Linked DNA regions of Sus scrofa: all the other regions are linked to region 2. The links are chromatin contacts, called in public Hi-C and HiChIP or PLAC-seq maps. All regions are on one chromosome and are shown on one strand. The core of a region is the stretch at or near the end of the contact, and the rest is flanking DNA. Distances in the headings are between cores, read along the strand shown.

Region 1 (2,768 bases), core at 163-2,662, 290 kb before region 2:
ATTCCTCAACCGGTCATCAGCACTGAGAAAGCAGGGGTTTTCCTTCGTTCACCTCAGCCTCCTCAATGTCTAGAACACTGCCTGGCACATAATAAATACAATATTTGTGGTATGGAGTAAAAGGTTGGGTGGCCAGGGAAGGATTCCTAAGGGGGCTGATGCTTGAGCTGGGACTGAAATGCCAAGGAGCCATCCATGCATACTTAAGGGTAGAAATCTTCAGGCAAAGGAATATAAATGCCTAAAGGGTGAACAAGCTTGCCTTACTGGAGGTACAGGAAGAAAGTAAGAATTGTTGGAGCATAGTGATAAAAGAGTAGGACCCTGTAGGTCAGGTTACTTTACATCGCAAAGTCATGAGAGAGTAGTAAAAAAGGAGTAACTGATTCCAGATCGGTTTTGAAAGTAGAGCTGATAAGGTTTACTGATAGTTCATTAGGTAGTAAGTAAGGAGCCAAGAATGACTCCTACCTACATTTTTGGATTAAGCAATCGGATGGATGCGTAAAAGTGAAGGAGCAATAGGTTAGGCTAGGTTAGGCTAGGAGAATGAAAGGTTCATTTCACGCGTGTGAAATTTCAAATGGCCATCGACAAAGCAGATAAGCAGCCGTGGTGTTCACCACAGAGGTCAGGGCGGAGAATATTCACATACACATAATGGAAGTATCCAATAACCACTGGAAACATTACTAAAGCGATCAACAACTCAGAGGGGCGAGAGGTCAGACGACGGTCAGAAGCTAACCGCAGAGCAGCAAGCTCAAGCTAGGCAGGGTCTTTCGGTCCCCAGAGCTGCTCGAGCGGCGCCGCTTCCCGCTTGGGCCCCACCCCGCGCGCCGGGCCTGGCCCAATCTCTCCTCCCAGCTTTCCCGAGTCGGCAGAGGCCCGGAAGTGGGAGAAAGATGAGCACGTACCCGCCAGTCCAGATCCTTTCTTAGATCTTTCTTCACCAAACCGTCTCCGCCTAGCAATTGTCACCTCTCACCACCCTTGCACCTCCAGCCCCCGCCCCTGTTTACGTAGGAAGGAACGCCGGGGACCTCACCTCGCCCCGGAAGTCTAGGCCGTTAGCGAAAGGGCCGCCGGGAAAACCACTGAGAGGCCCGGGGGGGAGTCTGAAGTGGAGGGAGTCTGAACTAGAGCGTCCCTCCTAGACCACCCCCGCCAAGGCGTGGCTCGCGGCCTGCGGGCTCCGGCCGCCTGGGGAGGCGGTGCTCTCCGCGTGGCCCCGGAAGGACTTCCCGCGGAGGCGGGCGAAGGAAGCAGCGGAGAGGCGGAGGCAGCCCGAGGGGGCGGTTGCGTGCGGACGAGGCGGCAGTGGCTTGGTGAGGTTCCAGACGCCGGCTCTCCGGGATCCGAGCCCGCCGAGCCCACCCGGCCACTTCTCCCCCTTGCGCTTCCGGGAGCCGTCGCGAGCGAGTGCGCCTGCGCGCGGGCCACTTCGTGAGCCTCGCCGCTGTCCTCGCGCCGGCCGGCTGCCCGACGGTTCCTGCCGCTCTTCCCGCCCGGCGTCTAGGCTCCGCCGCATACACAACGTGCGGCATGTCACGGCGGCGGCACAGCGACGAGAACGATGGTGAGTGCTCTGGGCCTGGCCGCCGAAGCCGCGCCCAGGTGGGGCCGAGGTTTGGCTTCTTCGGTCTTCAGGTCCTGAGCGAAGGGACGGGAAGCCCTTCCCCCAGGAACTTGCGGGGAGATGGGTGGCACAGCGGGAGTGTGGCTGGGCGACTGCTGGAAAGCTCGTGCTATCCCCCACCGCACCTCTTGAGTCGTCGGCGGAGGGGAGGCCTGGTGCACCCCTGGTCTCTAAGCACTCTTTAAGATAAGGTCCTTGGTACCGCCGAGCAGGGAAGTATATTTGTGTCTGTGCCGCTTCCCCTTAGAGACGGTGACCAGGACTCACTTGTCCCAGTGTCTCGTTTTGACCCTCAAACATCATGTATTAATGGCTCTCGGAAGGTGAGAGATCTGATGAATTGCAATCCCAGCTCTCCTGTGCGGGTCATCCGGGGTTTTGCCTTCTTTCAAACCACTGGGGAAGAAAAATCAGCTTCTTATCCGCACGCGAGAAGTCTTTAATAAATAGATATACGTAGGTCGTTATGTTAGATCTTGAATTGGTTGTAAGCTTATTTCTCTCGTTTAAGAAAAGAATGCCAGAAGACTCACTAGAGAGCTCGTAGAGGTTAGATCGGGGTTCCCATTTGGATATTTGCACTCATGGGGATCCTGGAATTGCCGTCATAGAAACCAGGAATAATTTAGCTAGTTAAAAATAGGAAACGATGCTTACATTAAAAAAACAACAGTCAAGAATACACATCTAGAAAAGCAAAAAGAAACTAAAAATAATTTAGTTATTAATACTTGAAAATAGTGTTGTAAAGTGGTTAAGAGGCCAGACTTTGGAGACAGAGGGTTTAAGTTCAAAGTTAGACCTTGCCATTTATTTTGTGATCTTGCCCAGATTATATCACCTCTTTAAACCTTAGTCTGTAGTATTGGATTAATGATACATGCCTGTTCTTGGTTTTGTGAGGATTAACATATGTAACTAATTGCTCATGATGATATGTATTTTATCATCTGTTAATGCTTAAGAATTGATAAGCATTGGCAGATGTCAACGATGTAGGAAAAAAATACGGATCAAAAAGTTGGATTTAATTAATTTTCTCCACTTATATTTTTCTCTCCTTGAATGTTGGGGCACTCGAGGGTAGGAACCAAATCCCACCTACTTAATTTTAACAATGAAATATCAG
Region 2 (2,758 bases), core at 237-2,736:
TGCTAAGCCACAACAAGAACTCCAAAAAGTTCTATTTTTCATGCTTCTTTTCTAAATGAATACTTTAAAATTGAACAGTTTGGAGCCCTTCTTTGCACTTTTCCCTTGTTTGACTGTACCCTAAACACAAACACCTGTAAGCTAAAGATCAGGCACTGTGAACACAATTGCCTGTGGGTTAAAGATTAGAAGCACAAGATGTTTTTCAGCAATTTTCCTAGTTTGTCCTAATCTGTGACCAATCTGTCCTTTTGGTAAGTACTGTTATTCGAGGAAAAGGCAAGATTCCATAAATCAGAAGACCACCAGGATCATGATGAGCTCTCCTGACACCAGCTTTGATGACTAAAATTTCCTGAAAGAAAAACACGTTTGCCCCAATCTTGACTCTTACCTGAAACCCTGTTCTTCTCCTTTTAGATTATAAAACTCCCTGCAATTCTTCCCCAAAGGAGGAGAGTCTTTAAGACATTAGCCTGCTGTGGTCTCCTTTGCCTGGCAAAGCAATAAAAGCTATATTTTTTTTTCTCCTTCACCCAAAACTGTCTCTGGGGTTCCATTTGGTAGCAGTTGGACAGAGACCCAGTTTTTGGCAACAGTCTCAAGAACTTTCACTTTTCTAAGTGAAATAAAACCAGTAATAACCTAAACACCCAACAAAAGGAACTGGGTAAATAAGAGCACACCTATAAAACAAAACAGTGTGCAACCTCTTAAAATTAACATTAATTGCCATGGAAAGTTTTTACAAACCTTAAGGTTTTGAGGTTATAAAACAGTGGGATTACATATCAACACATATTTCTAGGATATATGCACTGAAAAAATTATGGAAGGTATAAACCAAGATATTAACAGAGGTTTTCTCTGCTTGATGGCCAACTACTTTAACCTTTTTTCCATTTGCTTCCTCTAATTTCCAAAGTTAAGACAGTCTCCTGCATAAGTAAGAGTGAAAATACAGAGAAACAAGCCCATGACCATCTTTCCAGGTTCAGCTTAAAACTATTTCCTACAGCACCGGATGCTTCTCTCTGGTGGCATTAACTCCTAGTCGGCACAGCACCTGATGTAAACATCCTATCTCTCCTTTATGAGTGAGAACTCTCCAAAGGACAGGCCACTACACTGCAGGTGGCTGTTCTGCCAAGGTCAGCCGACCTCAGCCACCACGAACAGGGCAGGAGAGATGACGTCATCCTGCTCCACCTCCGATACATCACGTGGTCGTCTAAGCACGTGACCCGTGCCTTCGCAATAAACAGGAAAAGGACCCAGTCCGTTCACGGTCTCGCTTTCCTTGTCCTCTCTACAGTTAAGTCGGCTGCCTGCACTTATGGTTGTTCTGAGAGAGGAACCGCCAGCCTCTTAAAAGTTACCTGTCTCCAGAGTTGGCTTCACGCACCCGCACGGGGTAGCTTTAGGGCGAGGCCCAGGGTCCTCCAAGCCGCGCATAACTACTGGTTGCACAGGTGCCCACCCAACGCGTTAAGCCTTCCGCTTCCGGTCTCCGCGCCTGGCGCCTGCGCAACAGCCGCTCGGGCTGGTGGCGCTAAGATCCAGCACGCGCTAGGGGTGTGGGGTGCGCGCCGCGCGCGCAGCGGGCGGCGGCGGAAGCAGAACTGAGGTTGAGGTTGTGTACCTGAGGTCTCGTTCCGTTCCTGAACCCGCGTCTATGCGGTCCCGCCTGGATCCACAGCAGTTTCCCGCCCTCTCAGGGCAGCTAGCGACTCCGAAGTTACTGCCCGTTTCAAGGGGGACTCGTCATTGAAGATTTATGCATAAAGATATCTCTCTCGAAATAAGCAACCTGCGTATCTAACGCATGACGATAATTTTTAAAGACAAAGGATATGTATGGGTAGTATATCACATAGCAAGATGATCGGATGTTAGAAAATGTTAATACTTGGATGGTGGGAATACACAAATGGTCATTTATACTTATCTGTATGCTCCCATTTTTCCGTAATAAGAAGGATGTTTTGTCAGAAAGGAGCCCCAGGTAAATCTTATTTCAAATCTAATGGATGGGTAGACCCACACCAGATTAGGTAGGGGTTGAGAGGTGGAGACTTGTTTCCTGTGCGTCATACTTCATGGGAACTGAAGCGAGAATGAAATTTGAATCAACATGCCATATACATTGAGGAGATTGTGCCATCGTTTCTGGAGAGCTCTAAAAAACTGAGGGCCAGCAAGAATCAGTTTTCATTCCATTGGATGGCCAGTTATCCTTGCACCGCTAGCCTGCCCTTTTACCCATTGACTTGTAACGTCTTCTCTCACCTGTATATTTTATCAAGTTTCTCTGTATACATAATTCTGCTTCTGAGCTTTTTATCCTGTTGTTGCATGAGGGTTGGGGTGCGGAGGGTGGAGCATGTGCCTGCAAAATAAATTATTCAAATAAAACTGCATAGATGTGGAAGCTTTATAACCATGAAAAGCTGTTCCTCAACTGGTTCATTTGTCGTGGACTAAATAGATCACTAGCAGAAAAGGAACATTGGAAGGAGCCAAAGATTTAAAGATCGTGGGGTTTAAAACAAAAACTAAAAATTGAGAAAATTCGTACACCTACATATCTTCTGATAGGTCTTTTCCACGTGAAAATTTTAAAAAGTTCTCTTGTGGCAAAGCAGGTTAAGGATCTGGCATTGTCACTGCAGCGGTCTGAGTCGCTCTTGTGGCGGGAGTTGGATCCCTGGCCCAGCAACTTCTTCATGCCACCAGCGCAGCCAGAAAAAGAAAAAAT
Region 3 (3,194 bases), core at 360-2,859, 260 kb after region 2:
GTGCGGTCTGCAAATAGTACAAGTGACTGAAGGTATGGCCATAAAAAGAAAAAAAAGTAAAGAAAAAAGAAACGTTATTCAGAAGTTTCTGCTGTGGCACAGTGGGTTAAGAATCCGAGGTCGCTGAGGAGGTGTGGGCTTGATTCTCAGCCTGGTGCAGTAGGTTAAAGGTTCTGGCACCCGGGCAGCTGCAGCGAGGTGTAATTCACAGTGTGACTATGATGGATTGGATCCCTGGATGGGGAACTTCCATATGTGGGGGGGGGGGCATTAAAATTAAAAAGAAAACTTTTTTAAAAGTTAAGAAATAAAAAGAAACGTGATTCAGAAGTCATGCCTTGAGAGAGGGCAGCAAAGCTCATATCTTGATTATACTTCAACCCGAAGTAAAAAAGTTAAGGCAACTGCATTATTAGCCACACCCAAAAGTAAAAGTTTTGATCAAGTGCTGAGAGGTAGAAAACCCACGGGATTCCAAGTGTGGGCTACACCACTTTTTAGTTGTGTGACCTTGGACCAGTCACTTCATCTCTTTATGACTCAATTTTTTTTTTTTTTTTTTTTTTTTTTTGTCTTTTTGCCTTTTCTAGGGCCGCTCCCGCGGCATATGGAGGTCCCCAGGATAGGGGTCTAATAAGGAGCTGTAGCCACCCGCCTACACCAGAGGCACAGCAACGCCGGATCCGAGCCGCGTCTGCGACCTACACCACAGCTCACGCAACGCTGGATCCTCAACCCCCTGAGCAAGGCCAAGGATTGAACCCGCAACCTCATGGTTCCCAGTCGGATTTGTTAACCACTGCGCCACAACGGGAACTCCTATGACTCAATTACTTGATCCGTAATATGCGTATATCATGTGGGCCTTTGTTATGGGAACACAATGAGGAAATGAGTGTGAATGCCCTTTGTAAAGCACAAGACCCTGTGAACCCAGGGTTCACAGGGGTGTTTGGGGTCGGTGATTATAGTTACAGTAAGTTTATTGTGACCACTCACTTGCACCCCGCTGTGCTGAAAAGGAGAAAATTGCATCATTTACCTTCAAGGTAATAGTCCGGCTGGGGGTCTTGATTTCGAAAGTCCCCTCCTCGGCGTCCGCCTTGCAGTCAAATACCGCACAGGAGAGGTCGATGCTGTCCAAGGGGTTTGCATCCTGTGCGGTCCGCGAATAATACAGGTGACATTTTCTCTCGTCGTAGAAAAACCAGCGGGATTTCCAACCCCGGATGGGCCTTTTGCCTCCCAACTTGCTTAAATATCCACAAAGTTTCTTGGGGGCCGCCTCCAGAGGTCGGGTGCAGACCGTCGATTCCTCTGGAGGCAACACCTGGGAGCCCCTGGCCAAGCTGGCAGGCTCTTCGGACACGGGGGCAGAGGAGCTAGACTCCGCGGGGTTCTCCTGGGCGTCCTCCATCGCCACTAGGGACTGCGGAGGAGCTGGATGTCCACTGCCCAACTCCGGCCAAATCTCGGAGATTCAGGGGATACCTTCAAGACGGAGATAACTGGACGAGGGCGGGGCCTTTAGTGACCCGCCTCCAAGAGACGACGGAGGGACGCAGCTCCCTGCGTTGCGTGCACTTCATTGATCTAAAACCCAGTACCTGAGGGTGGCCACGCCCATCCGGACCCCTCCGTATCTAGGACAGGCCTCGACACGCCCCCTGCCGGCTCCTCCCACACTGCTAACTTCCGACTTTTCTTCGCTCCTCTCCGCCATATTTACTGAGGGCAGCCGCGAGCGTGGGGCGGTCCTCGGATTGAAGGCGTGGTGTCCCTGAATTTGGTTAACCAGCGGAAGAGAGGCTGGAGGAGACGCCCTCCACAAATACCTTGTTCTGGTAACACGCGTAATAACGTAGAGGGACAGTCCCTTCTCCAGCTTTACGGGCCTCCCGCCTTTTCTCCCCAGGTGCCGCGCAGGTCCCCGTTGCGGGGCGCACGGCGCGTCCATTGGCTGAAGGGGACACCCGGCTGCGTGGCGACATTTCCGGCGCCGCTCAAAGCGCGCGTGCTTAGAGGGCTCTGCTGGTGGCCTATATACCCGTCAGCAGTTAAGCGACCCTGTGGTTCTCCCCTGACCGTGGCGGCCTCTCCTTCCTCGGTCCCAGTTCCCGCTCGCCTCTTTCCTGAGCTACTCGAGTTATATGGGCGCCCGGCCCGGCTTCTGCCCTTGCTGGAACCCAGTGCTTGGGACGGGTTTGGGCACAGTAAATTGTGGAATCAAATGTGTCTTTACTAACTTTCTCAACTTCTGTCCTCAGTCTGTCTGCCTCTTGTCCTTAAGTTTCCCCCCTTTACTCCTTTAGGCGCTTCCCTCCGCTTGGGCTATGGAGCCCATTTCCTACCACCTCTTGAGGAGCTTCACGGTTCTTCACTAGCCCTTTCTTAGCCCCTCTTTCTTTAGCTTCTCTCTCTTTGCCATCCTTAACAAAATCTTCCTTGTTTTGTTCCGGGCAAATTATACTCAAGGTCTGAGGTTGTCTTTTCTTAAAATTAACTTAACACAGGTTCACTGCAGAAATTATAATAATATTTTGTAAGTCCATAGCATATCTAAAAATGTCTCTTAATATGATAATAGAGAAATAACATTCTCCAAACCGATGATAGATTAATTATACTATTGTTAGGCAAACGGGGGAATGAAAGAAATAAAAGTCCAAATTTAGTTCAGGTGTACCCTTCTGTTACTGACAAGGGTTTTTGACCTCGTTAATACAAATTGATGAGAGGCCAGACAAATTTAGTCAAGGCTTTATTGGCACCGGTACTGCAGCAGGAGGTAGGAAAACAAGTAACAGCTGCCCTTGCTTGCTCCCTGAGGAGGTGGTGGGGATAAGGGTGAGTCTAGGGATCTGGTGGTCTGCCCCCTTGGTGGTGCTGTGTGCAGAGTGCATGCACAGTGCCCTGCTTTTGCTTCTGCCTCCTCAGAAGTGGCTATTAGGTTTTGGTCTTTTTGAATCTTGTTGGTAATTTGCCTCAACTGCATGCGTGTAGTTATTTTTAGTCCCTTATGGTTTCTTTATATTTGGTTGCTGGAGGAGATAGCTGTCCAGGTGCAAGCACTGTGGCAAAGGGTCCCAGGTCCCAGATTTTAGCCTGTCTCTCTTATATGAGTTGGTTTCCAGTAGAGTCTTTCCTTTCAGCTAAAAGCTGGGCACTAGCCAATAGCTTAGGTCTCAGTACCA

What was found. Hi-C and Micro-C count contacts between places; a contact is called where the count stands out from the background. HiChIP or PLAC-seq counts read pairs in DNA pulled down with a chosen protein or histone mark.
Region 1: an H3K27ac HiChIP or PLAC-seq map of alveolar macrophages shows a contact between it and region 2. The contact joins the promoter of TSTD2 here to the promoter of TRMO in region 2. A contact is called at or near these places in 5 of 47 Hi-C or Micro-C datasets (heart right ventricle, liver, skeletal muscle and 1 more) and 1 of 2 datasets of contacts at active chromatin or transcription factors (alveolar macrophages).
Region 3: a Hi-C map of embryonic fibroblasts shows a contact between it and region 2, with 3 times the contacts expected there. The contact joins the promoter of TBC1D2 here to the promoter of TRMO in region 2. A contact is called at or near these places in 9 of 47 Hi-C or Micro-C datasets (alveolar macrophages, embryonic fibroblasts, fetal skeletal muscle and 5 more) and 2 of 2 datasets of contacts at active chromatin or transcription factors (alveolar macrophages and skeletal muscle).

What each region holds. Positions count from the first base shown.
Region 1 is chr1:239,491,471-239,494,238 of Sscrofa11.1, forward strand. TSTD2 (thiosulfate sulfurtransferase/rhodanese-like domain-containing protein 2) reads right to left here and starts at 1,413. Exons shown (of 10, transcript XM_005660262.3): 1 at 1,049-1,413. NCBP1 (nuclear cap-binding protein subunit 1) reads left to right here and starts at 1,107. Exons shown (of 24, transcript XR_002336867.1): 1 at 1,107-1,579.
Region 2 is chr1:239,785,446-239,788,203 of Sscrofa11.1, forward strand. It overlaps TRMO (tRNA methyltransferase O), which reads right to left and starts at 1,487. Exons shown (of 6, transcript NM_001243624.1): 1 at 1,380-1,487. The coding sequence starts at 1,455.
Region 3 is chr1:240,048,318-240,051,511 of Sscrofa11.1, forward strand. It overlaps TBC1D2 (TBC1 domain family member 2A), which reads right to left and starts at 1,610. Exons shown (of 16, transcript XM_021066519.1): 1 at 1,043-1,610. The coding sequence starts at 1,417.